Regions from separate parts of the Gossypium hirsutum genome. Here region 1 is linked to region 2. A link is a contact called in public Hi-C data. All regions are on one chromosome and are shown on one strand. Each heading gives the region's core, a stretch centred on a gene start, on an enhancer-like site or on the middle of the called end of the contact. The rest is flanking DNA. Distances are from core to core; before and after follow the strand shown. Region 1 has its middle 34 kb from the start of LOC107940012. Region 2 holds the start of LOC107940012 (organic cation/carnitine transporter 4).

The links. A called contact is a pair of places that touch in the nucleus more often than the background predicts.
Region 1: a contact with region 2 is called in a Hi-C map of leaf, with 2.3 times the contacts expected there. The contact joins the enhancer-like site here to the promoter of LOC107940012 in region 2. A contact is called at or near these places in 7 of 34 Hi-C or Micro-C datasets (hypocotyl, leaf and petal).

Annotation. Positions count from the first base shown.
Region 1 is chrD01:9,114,709-9,119,782 of Gossypium_hirsutum_v2.1, forward strand. No RefSeq gene overlaps it. Among protein-coding and RNA genes, the nearest start is that of LOC107940012, 34 kb to the left of the region's middle. Within about 2 kb of position 1,368, at least 6 of the 9 cell types and tissues checked have an H3K27ac peak or open chromatin away from gene starts, as enhancers often do.
Region 2 is chrD01:9,081,363-9,086,321 of Gossypium_hirsutum_v2.1, forward strand. LOC107940012 (organic cation/carnitine transporter 4) reads right to left here and starts at 1,505. Exons shown (of 2, transcript XM_016873420.2): 1 at 719-1,505. The coding sequence starts at 1,160.

The DNA.
Region 1 (5,074 bases), core at 118-2,617, 33 kb after region 2:
CCGCTATTTTTTTTACTTGTTGCTTAATCGAGTCGTTCCTAACAAAAACAAATTAAATGTTAAACATGTTATATAAGACCCAAAACCTAAATCTCATGCCATAATTTAATAATAAAATAATATAGTCTCTAAATAACAAAGTAGAATATTTTAAATTCTTTTTATTTTATTTTATTTCTTTTAATATTATATTTATTTAAATAATTTAGCTTTAAAATTTTAAAAATACATTTATCAAACAATCTAATAGTATTCCATACTTAATTTAAAAATATATATTAAATAGATTTTATAAATTAAATTAAATACTTAATTAATTAAATGAGTTGTTTTGGGGGACACTAACATTCCATATTGATTACGATGAAGAGCACGGAGTACGAAGGTGGCGATGAGGGTGATTTGGTGAATTGCTCAACAAAGAAAGTACCAATTCGGGGAATAGAGGAAGACTGGGATGTTGTGATGGATACAACACTAGTTGCTGAAAAGTTCCTTTCTTGGAAAGACCAACTGGTAGGTATGGGACTCCGAGCAGATGAGAGAACAACAACTTCGGATGGGTTGGATGGAGCAAAAGAATTCAGACTGTTAAAGGAGGATGTGGAGCGCTCGTTGGTCAATGGTATTCCTTCGATTAATTTTTCAGAACGCGTACACCAAATCCTTATCAAACACATGGAACACATAGTAGTAATCAAACTTTTGGGAAGAAGTATAGGGTACGCTGCACTTTAGAACAAGGTTTTTTTCACTCTGGAAATCACCTCAATCGTTCCGTTTAATAGATGTGGAGCATGATTAATCTTTAGCCAAATTTAAGAACTCGAAGGATTACGAGAGAGTCTTGTGTTATGGTCCTTGAGCCGTGTTTGGGTAGTACTTAACAGTACAGTCATGGACTATGGGTTTTAATCCAGCTCAGCCGTATCTAAGCACGGTTATGGCATGGATCCGACTTCCTACGTTACTGGGCATATGTATAAGCTACAAATCTTACGGGAAATAGGGGGATGATCGAGAAAGTTGCAAAATTTGATTTCAATACGGACAACAGCGTTAGGGGGAGGTTTGCAAGAATAGTAGTGTTCATCAATTTGGATAGGGCTTTGATCACTCAAGTCTTGGTAAAAAGAGTTATTCAGTGGATTGAATATGAATACTTACTGATCGTTTGTTTGTTGTGCGACTACTATGGGCATGTGAAGGAGATCTGCCCTAAGGAAGCAACGGGGCCGGAGGAATTTGGCATAGGCATTACAGGGAATAGGAGAGAACAGAGGCAAATTTCAAAGGAAAATAAAGAAGTCGCAGCGCCAAATCTATGCACCTATAGGCCGTGGATGCTTGCCGAGAGGTGGGGCAGACGCACTTTGAGAATGGAAAGGAAGGACAGTGGTGAGACTTAGGCACAATTGGCGGACAACTCTAGGTTCCAGGTTTTGGAAAACCTAGTTGGGGAAGAAGATTCGCAGGTTCATGTGGTTGGGTCAAAAGTGGACCTAGGCCAAAGCTAGCGGCAAAATGCTGGGTCAAGCTTGGCTACCCAAGCATCGGGCAATCTTTGGATCGCCAGTAAGTTTACGCTAAAGATCGACGAAGCCAAACTAAGACAAGGACATTTGGCTCTAGAAAAAGGCAGGTCAGTGGATGTCACCTGCCATAATAGCCAACCAAGGATAGGGGATTTGTAGGAAATCTAAGCGATTCTGACGGTAGGTGTTCTTGACGCTGCAAAACATTTGGTGGTCATTTTTAAAGAGAACATCCAACATAGAACTGGGGGACCATACAAAGAAGCAGAACCATTACAATAGGACATCTAATAGAATTTTCTTCGGCGCAAGGTAGTGTGAAGGCCAATGGTAGCCGAAAAGGTAAGAAGCTCAAGAAAGTCATTAAGGAAAAAGGTAGCCCTTTTAAGGCTTCTCCCTGAAAACTCCCACTTGTTGAATCAATTAGCAACATGGTCAAGTTACTACAAAGCCAGTTCCAGCGGGGGTTGGTGAACGAAGTTCCCAAAGTGATGGATGAAAAGTCAGGAGAGCAGGTAAGAGCTGGTCAGTAATTGTAAGGACATTTATTCATTTACTGTGCTTTTTAATAATGAACTCTTCACTTTCAATATTTTCTTAGAATTTTCAATAATGCGTGAGTGAGAAGTTTCCTTGCATTTTTAGAGAATATAATATGGAGCATAAGCCATATATTATTAGCTTGTTAAAACCAAAAGTCAGTGGCCACAAAGCTGATGAGATAAATGCAAAATTAAGGCTGCACTACTCCTATCAGGTAGAAGCTTGGGGGTTCTTAGGGGGGATCTGGATTGGTTGGAAAAACTTAGTTAGTCTTGAAATTATCCGAAACCACCCTCAATTCATCCTAGCATGAGTTTCTTTCAGAATTCCCATACAAACAGTCCTAATTGTTTTCGTGTATGGAAGCCCAAATAGAACAAAGAGAATATTGCTATGGGAAGCATTAAAAGAGACTATACCTACCACCATTGTCCCCTAGAATGATAAAAAAAGAATGAGTACTATTAGAAGACGACGTCCTTACTTTGGGGAGCTTGTTGAAGCAAACAACCTACATGATTTGGGATTTTGGAGGCCATCCTTCACATGGCAAAGAGAAGGGGTATTTGAAAGGCTAGACCGAGAATTTAGTAATGCTTCTTGGATTCAAAATTTCCCAAAGTATCTCGAGTACTATATCCGAATTATGGGAATACAATGGGGACATGTCTAAAACTCTGGGAAAGCTTACTGTGGGACTAAAAAAGTGGAACAAAAAAATTTAAGGACATATTAGAGCCTGTAAGCTATAATTAGTGCAGTCCTTAAGTAAGATCCAGCAAAAGATGAAAAATGATGAATTTAGACGCACTAACACAAAAAGAGATGGAGATAAAAGAGAAGTTTTAAGAAGTGCTTAACCATGAAGAGCTACTTTGGAAGCAAAAATCACTATGTGAATGGCTTAAGTTATGGGAAATGAACACAAAGTTTTTTCATAGTAGGGCAATCCACAGACGAAAGGTCAACCACATCAGTGCACCGTAATGCGAGTGGAGATTGGTTATATGATCCAGATGAGATTCAATTAGAAGAAGTATGGTATTTCCAAAAGCTATATGGAGAAAATCCAAACAGGACAAGCGACTTACCCCCTAGCCGCTTTCCCCAACTAGGCCAAAAAGACAGATTTTTTAAGTAAAGAAGTCTCAAACAATGAAATTAAAAAGGCCTTTTTTTTTGTTTGGCTCCTTTAAAAGCCCTAGGAAGTAATTGGTACCATGCTTTCTTCTTCCAAAACCAATGGAACTATATTGGGAGTGCAGTTTGTGATTGGGTCAAGGACGTTTTCAGAGGCAAGCCTATTGATCATGAGTTAAATAATAGACTTATTGTGCTTATACCGGAAAGTCGCTCAACCTGAGGAGATATCTCATTTTAGACCCATTAGTCTCTGCTTAGTTCTTTATAAGTTAGTTATGAAAATTATAGCCAACAGGTTCAAGGTGGTATTCCCAAATATCATTTCACAAAAATAAGTCAGGTTTATTACTGGTCGAAATATTTTTGATAGTATTATCATTACTCAAGAAGTCATCTATTCCATGCGAGGGAAGAATAGGAAGTGGATGATAGTTAAAATAGATCTAGAAAAAGCCTATATTATGGTCCGTTGCGACTTTATTGATAACTTTATTCAGGCAGCAGGTATTCCAGACTTTCTACAAAATGTAATTATGTCAGCTATCTCGACGCCTACTATGCAGGTTTTGTGGAATGGGGTCTCTACTAAAAAATTTAAGCTAACAAGAGGAGTTAGATAAGGATGCCCTTTATCACCTTACCTTTTTGTTATATGCATAGAATGGCTAGGGCACAGTTTTAAAATAGTTGAAAATTCAGGTAAATGAAGCCTGATTAGGTTATCCAGAGCGGGACCAACCTTGTCACACCTATTTTTTATTGATGATCTAATGATCTTCTCAAAAGTAGACATAAAACACGACTTGTTATTAAAAGACATTATCGATCGCTTTTGTAACTTTAAGTCTGGAATGCACGCAAAACCAATATTTTTTTTCAAGTGGAGTAGAAAAAATTTTAAGTAGTAGGATAAGCTAGTTACTAGGCCTCTAGAGGGTCCAAGAGCTGGGATCATACTTAGGGATCCCATTTTTCCACAGCAGAGTTACTAATGCTACATTGCATTTTGTGGTTGAAAAGGTTAGAGCTAAGCTATGTAATTGGGATGCTAAGTAACTTTTTATCGCAAGAAGGCTCACTTTGGCACAACCAATTCTCTTCTCTATCCCAAATTATTTTATGCAGTCCAGACAAGTCCCAAAAAGAATATGTGAGGAAATTGAATGACTAGCAAGACAGTTCATTTGGGGATTTAACATCGAAACCTGAAAAATGGCACTAGTTGATTGGGGATCTATATGTCAACCTCGCAAGTGTGGCCATTTGGGCATTCGGTGACTAGATGATCAAATTGCCTCTTTTCTACTGAAGTTAGGTTTCAACCTTGTCTCTAAAGGAAATTTTATGTGGGTACGGGTCCTACGTTCCATATATCGAATGAAAAAGATGGTCCCTGAAAACATTATGCTGGAAATTGCTTAGCAGTTTGGAGACGAATAGTGAAAGTATGGTCATTACTAAAAGAAAATCTATGTTGGTCCACTGGAACAAGTTTCGCAATCTAATGCTGGGAGGACCTCTAGGTTTCAAAAATAGGTCGGCTTAAAACACATACAGTGTCGATGGTAGGATCACATACAAACTATCTATTCAAAGACATGGCAACAGAAGAGGAAGCCTGGAATTTGGAGGCATTCAAAGATTGGCTACCAGAAGAAATAGTCAGAAAGATTGCAAGCATTATTCCCCCCGCACCCTCTAGCAAGCCCAAACAATTTTTTTGGATACATACGTCCAACAGGGGCTTCTCGGTCAAATGTGTGTATCGAATGATAAAAGAAACCACATGGAATGAGTATGATGGAAAATGGAAGGATGTCTAGAAATTCCAAGGCCTGCAACAAGTCAGAATT
Region 2 (4,959 bases), core at 255-2,754:
CGAGAATAGTAATCTTTTGCAAGTATCTTTTTAAAATTTTTCCACTTGAGAATTATTTATAGGAGTTGGTCCAATATTGCCATTTTGTCCTTATTTGCAATAAATTAAAGCTAGAGTTTGACCATCATGAGTTATATGTTTCAAAATTTTAACATTTTCCATTTCTCACATGTGAACCAGATTACAAATCATATGACCATGACAGGAAGCTCCAAGTGGGAAATAACTAGTTAAAAAGACAACCAATGCTTTGCTTGCTATACAATATAATTTAATATCATATGCATGCATAAAATAAGTTATCACCGCCGCTTGCTTAAATATATTCCTTTTCTTGTAATATGCATTAACCTCACCTTGATGCCTGTCACTCCAAAAATATATAAATTTGGGGTATAATTAATAAAGATTTACTGACTTAATTTGTGTATATCACACCATTCTTTGTATTTTTGTTTGTTTTTCCCCCTTCTGGTCCATAAATGCATTAACTGCACCATGTGCTGTTTCCAGGACAGCAGGACGGAGATTTCCTTTTGAGTACATAAAATTAAGGTAATTTTAAGACCACTCGGGAAAGAGTTAGGCACAAAGGAACATTAGACCCTGATAGATAATAGTTTGAAAATATAGTGAAGAAAATGAAAAATGCTTAAAGCATTATTGAAAAGATGGCAAGACATGAAGCAAAGAGAAAGAAGAGCAGGAAACGACTCACCAATCATGCAGCCGCCAAAAAACAAGGCTTGCACAAGTCCAACCTTATACTTCTGTCCACAAACCAATCCCCACTGAGCCACCGTGGAGCTCCCCGGACCACCCTCCCATTCCCAGGACCCTGGTTCCAACCCACAAACATTGCTCTCCTTCTCATCACACCCTAACCCTCCAACACACCGCCACCCAGGATCCCTGTCTGCAAATATCATGACCATAGTATGGAAAGCTTCCAGGGCCCATGCCAGGCTCGTTAAAACAAAGTGTTTCAGCTGCCAGTACCCAAATTCTCCGCAGTAGTTTTGCAACATGTCGTCTATGCAAACCTTCTGGGGTTCGGATCCAGGCCCGGAATCCCATCCGGGTTCTTTTGATGGGATGAGCAAGGGTGCTCCTAATGAGGAACCATGGCTAATGGGATTTGATCCTGGCGAGTTAGCCATAACTGAGTAGGGTGTGTGTTTGCTTTTTTCTAGTTTCTCCCGGTTTGGTTTATTTTAAGTGCCTTTTTTTCTCAACGTTCTTATATATAGGAAAGTTGTAATATGATTCAGTGTGAGAGCTGGTGTGTGATGTGGTGGATTTGACACGTCGAGAGTTATCCAATCATTGATTTAGTGGGTATGACACTTGGAAAGGAAATCGCTGGTGATTTGGAGGGTTGAGATTAGAGCTAAAGTTGGTGTGTAATTTGCATATATTTCTTTCCATATAAAGAAAAGAAAACGTTTAATTAGACTTCTCATAAGAGGCGGCAATAGAGACTGAATATCATTCAATTTTTCGGCGAGTTAAATGATTAATTGAAGTCTCACACTATTTGAGAATATGAGAGGGAGCATTCCTTTATATCTCTTCAATTAGGTTTTAAACGATAGAGCTTGTTCAATAAAAATATGATTTCGTCTCAACAAAAGTTTTAATTTGAATTCATTATAATTTGTTTCGATTAAAATAATTAATTCAAATAATGATAGCATGGGAAGATGATTCAAATAAAAAGAAATGGATTAAAAAAAGAAAAGTCCAAATCCGCATAAAACTACATGTTTTTTTTATTCGATTTAAACTAATTTCTTGGCTTGATTCAAACCTAGAGTTAAGGGCTTAAGTTTAAATTTAGGTCAGATTTAATATGTTTGACCTTACAAAACCAACATCTAGAATCCATCCAATGTAAACTTCAACTTATCCGAGTCCAAGATGATTCAAACTCATATAACCTAATCCAAAATACTTAAGCGTTAAACCTAAATGATTTGAACCTAATTTGATGTGAACTTGTGATTGACCCTAATTGAAATGATCTGAAATTTTTAAAATTTCGGACATCCTAGTATCTACTGGTAGTATTTTGGACATCCTAATGTCTACTGGTAACATAGAGTATTGTCATAGTGTTTTCTCTTTTCTCCGAGCATAGAGGTGGGAGTTTGAGTGGCTCAATTGTGGGTGGTGCTAGTTAAGCGATTAGGGGTGACCTATGATCCCTATACGGTTGTGTAATTGGGCTCAGCATGAATTTTCTCGTGGAAGTAGTTAGGTCTGTTTATGTTAGAGTGATGACTAGGGGGCTATTAAAGGTCTCTTTCGATGTGTTCTTAGTGTAAGAGCGGGTTAATGTGGGAATCTCAGGGTGGTTATATGGTGGGTTGTATGTGGGTAAGTAGTTTGGGCATGAGAGAGGGTCCAACAACATGACCAAAAAGGCAAGTTTTGTGTTTTGGTAAGGTTACCTTACGAGTTGCTGTGGGAGAAATAAGGTAATAGTGCTAATTCATTGGTAATTTTAGAAGGGATGGTCTTGTGGCAATGAAAGGTGATGGGAGAATGATAGTTCTTACTAAGTGAATAACTCTTTTATTCTTTTTAGGAAGTTTGTTTGAGGAAAGGGCTCTGTCCCTGATTTTATTCCATATTATCCATAATTGACTTTTTCTCGGGGAAACTTAACTTCTTGTTGAAACAATTAATCAATTTGGAAAATTGTATTTGTCTAGGTAGTGGGGTGGGCTTTTACTTTTTCTAATCTGATTCTAGTTAGCAGTTGTAACATTTGGTTTGAAAGCCAATTGGATGTCTTGAATGTGATCTTTCTTTTTGGTGTTACAAGGGCTAGTAAGTTACTTTGCTTTTTCTACTTCAAAAACTTTGCTTATTAGAATTTTCTTTGAAGGGAAAGATGGTAGAAGAGATTAATAGTTTGTTGGGTTGTATATCGATTACTAAGGATGAATTTTTTTTGAAGGCATAGTTGAAAAAAATTGAGCTGAGGAAGGATGTAAGGTGTTGTTAGGTTATCGGGAAAATTATCTTCAATAATAGCTTCAATAAAATTGTAATGATGCAAGTTTTCGTAGGTGTTTAGCACACAAAATATATAGTAATATGCACATCTTTATCTTCTCATATGTTTCTTATTAAGTTTGGGTCTAGGGTAAGAAAAATATTATATAGATGGGCCCATGGTGTTTTGATAAGCTTTTATTTTCCATGTATGATTGTAGAAAATTTAGCTTATCAAGTAATTATTTTTCATTGGTTTGTATTGGTTGTGCATCTATAATGTTCCATTAGGATGGAGGAAGAGATCCATTGCTTTATAGCTTGGGGTACTATGGGTGAGATAGTTACAACTGATTGGAGAAAATAGAGGGTGGTTAGGGAGACTTAATCAGACTACGGGTTTAATTTGATATTACACAACCATTGAGACATGTTATTTTGTTGGGATATAATGGGAAGGGTTTACAACGAGCTACACTAGTGAAATATAAGGGGCTTACCACTTTCTATTATGGTTGTGGCCTAATTGGTCACATATTCGTAGCTTGTAAATTGGATGCATGTGTTGAAAGGGAAGAAGAGAATTAGCTGTAATTTGGTGAGTGGATTCAAGATTCAACCAAGTCTAAAGTAAATTCGGTGGGAGATTTTAGTCTTAAAGAGGGCTATTGAGATAATTAGTAAGGCACAATATAAGGGGTTTCAACAACTAAAAAACCAAGCATTGTCTCATTTGACTAGACTTAAAGATACTAGTAATATTAATGGTAGTTCACAACAACAAGTACTTGATTGACCAGTTAAGGGTATGACTTCCTTAACTGTAGAGCATGGTTCTATGTTAGAGAAAGGAGAAGGACCTTCTTCCTTTAAGGAGTCATTACGGTGAGAATTAAGGTGAGTTGCACATTGCTACTAGCTTAGAACTAAAGCAAAAAAAAATCCCCAAGCCTAAAAGGGACGCTAAGTGAAGGCTTAAGTCTTTAGTAAAAATTGAGAAGAAAAGGGGGCACAAACATCGATTATTAATGAGGAGATAAAGATGCTTACAATAGCTACAAAAAGGTGTTTGAAGGCCTTAACCCCTATTGAGATATCAATAGAGGCTAGTGACCAGCCCCATCGTTTGCCATAAGGATATTTACTTGTAACCATCATGGGCTTAAGAACCTATTGTCAGTTCAAGAATTGAGGGGATTTGTGCCTTTTAAAGACCTTGATATGGTGTTTTTCTGTGAGACAAGATTACTTACTACTGAAACTAATAGGTTTAGGAGGAAATGCAATCTATATGGTTGCTTCACAATTGATTATGTTTGAAATAATGGTGGGTTAAGAATGTTTAAAAAGGAAGGAATAGTCTTGGACCTAAAGTCATTTTCTAAGTGGTATATAAACTTGACAACTAGTGTTAATAAGACTTTTTTGGGTAACTAATTTCCATGGCCATCATGATTGACGGTTTAAGAAGGAATCATGGACATTCTGAAGTTTCTTTATAGAAATTTAGGCTTGCTATGGGTAAAGTGTAGGGATTTTGATCACCAAATTATTTTTCTTGAACCCTAAAGACCAACCCTAAATCCTAGCCCTGAACCCAAAACCTTAACCTTTAACCCTAATTTAAATCATTTTGAAAAATGATTGCCAAATTATTTCCTTTATTATATTTAAGGTTTTGTCCCTTATTAGGTTAAGGATTTTGATCGAAATCTAACTTTAACCAATAGAGACTTTGAATCTCCTAACACGAATGCCTTTCATGTGAATGGACTTAATTGTTAGAGCATAAATTTGGTACGAAGACATGTTTTAGACTAACCCTAAATAAATTTTAAGGTTTGCAATACACCCTATTTTTAGTTAGTGATCTACCGCAATTCGTTGTAGTAGATTAAACCATTTTTTATACTTAAGGAGCTTGTATAAAAATAATTTCATTATGTTTTATTCAGT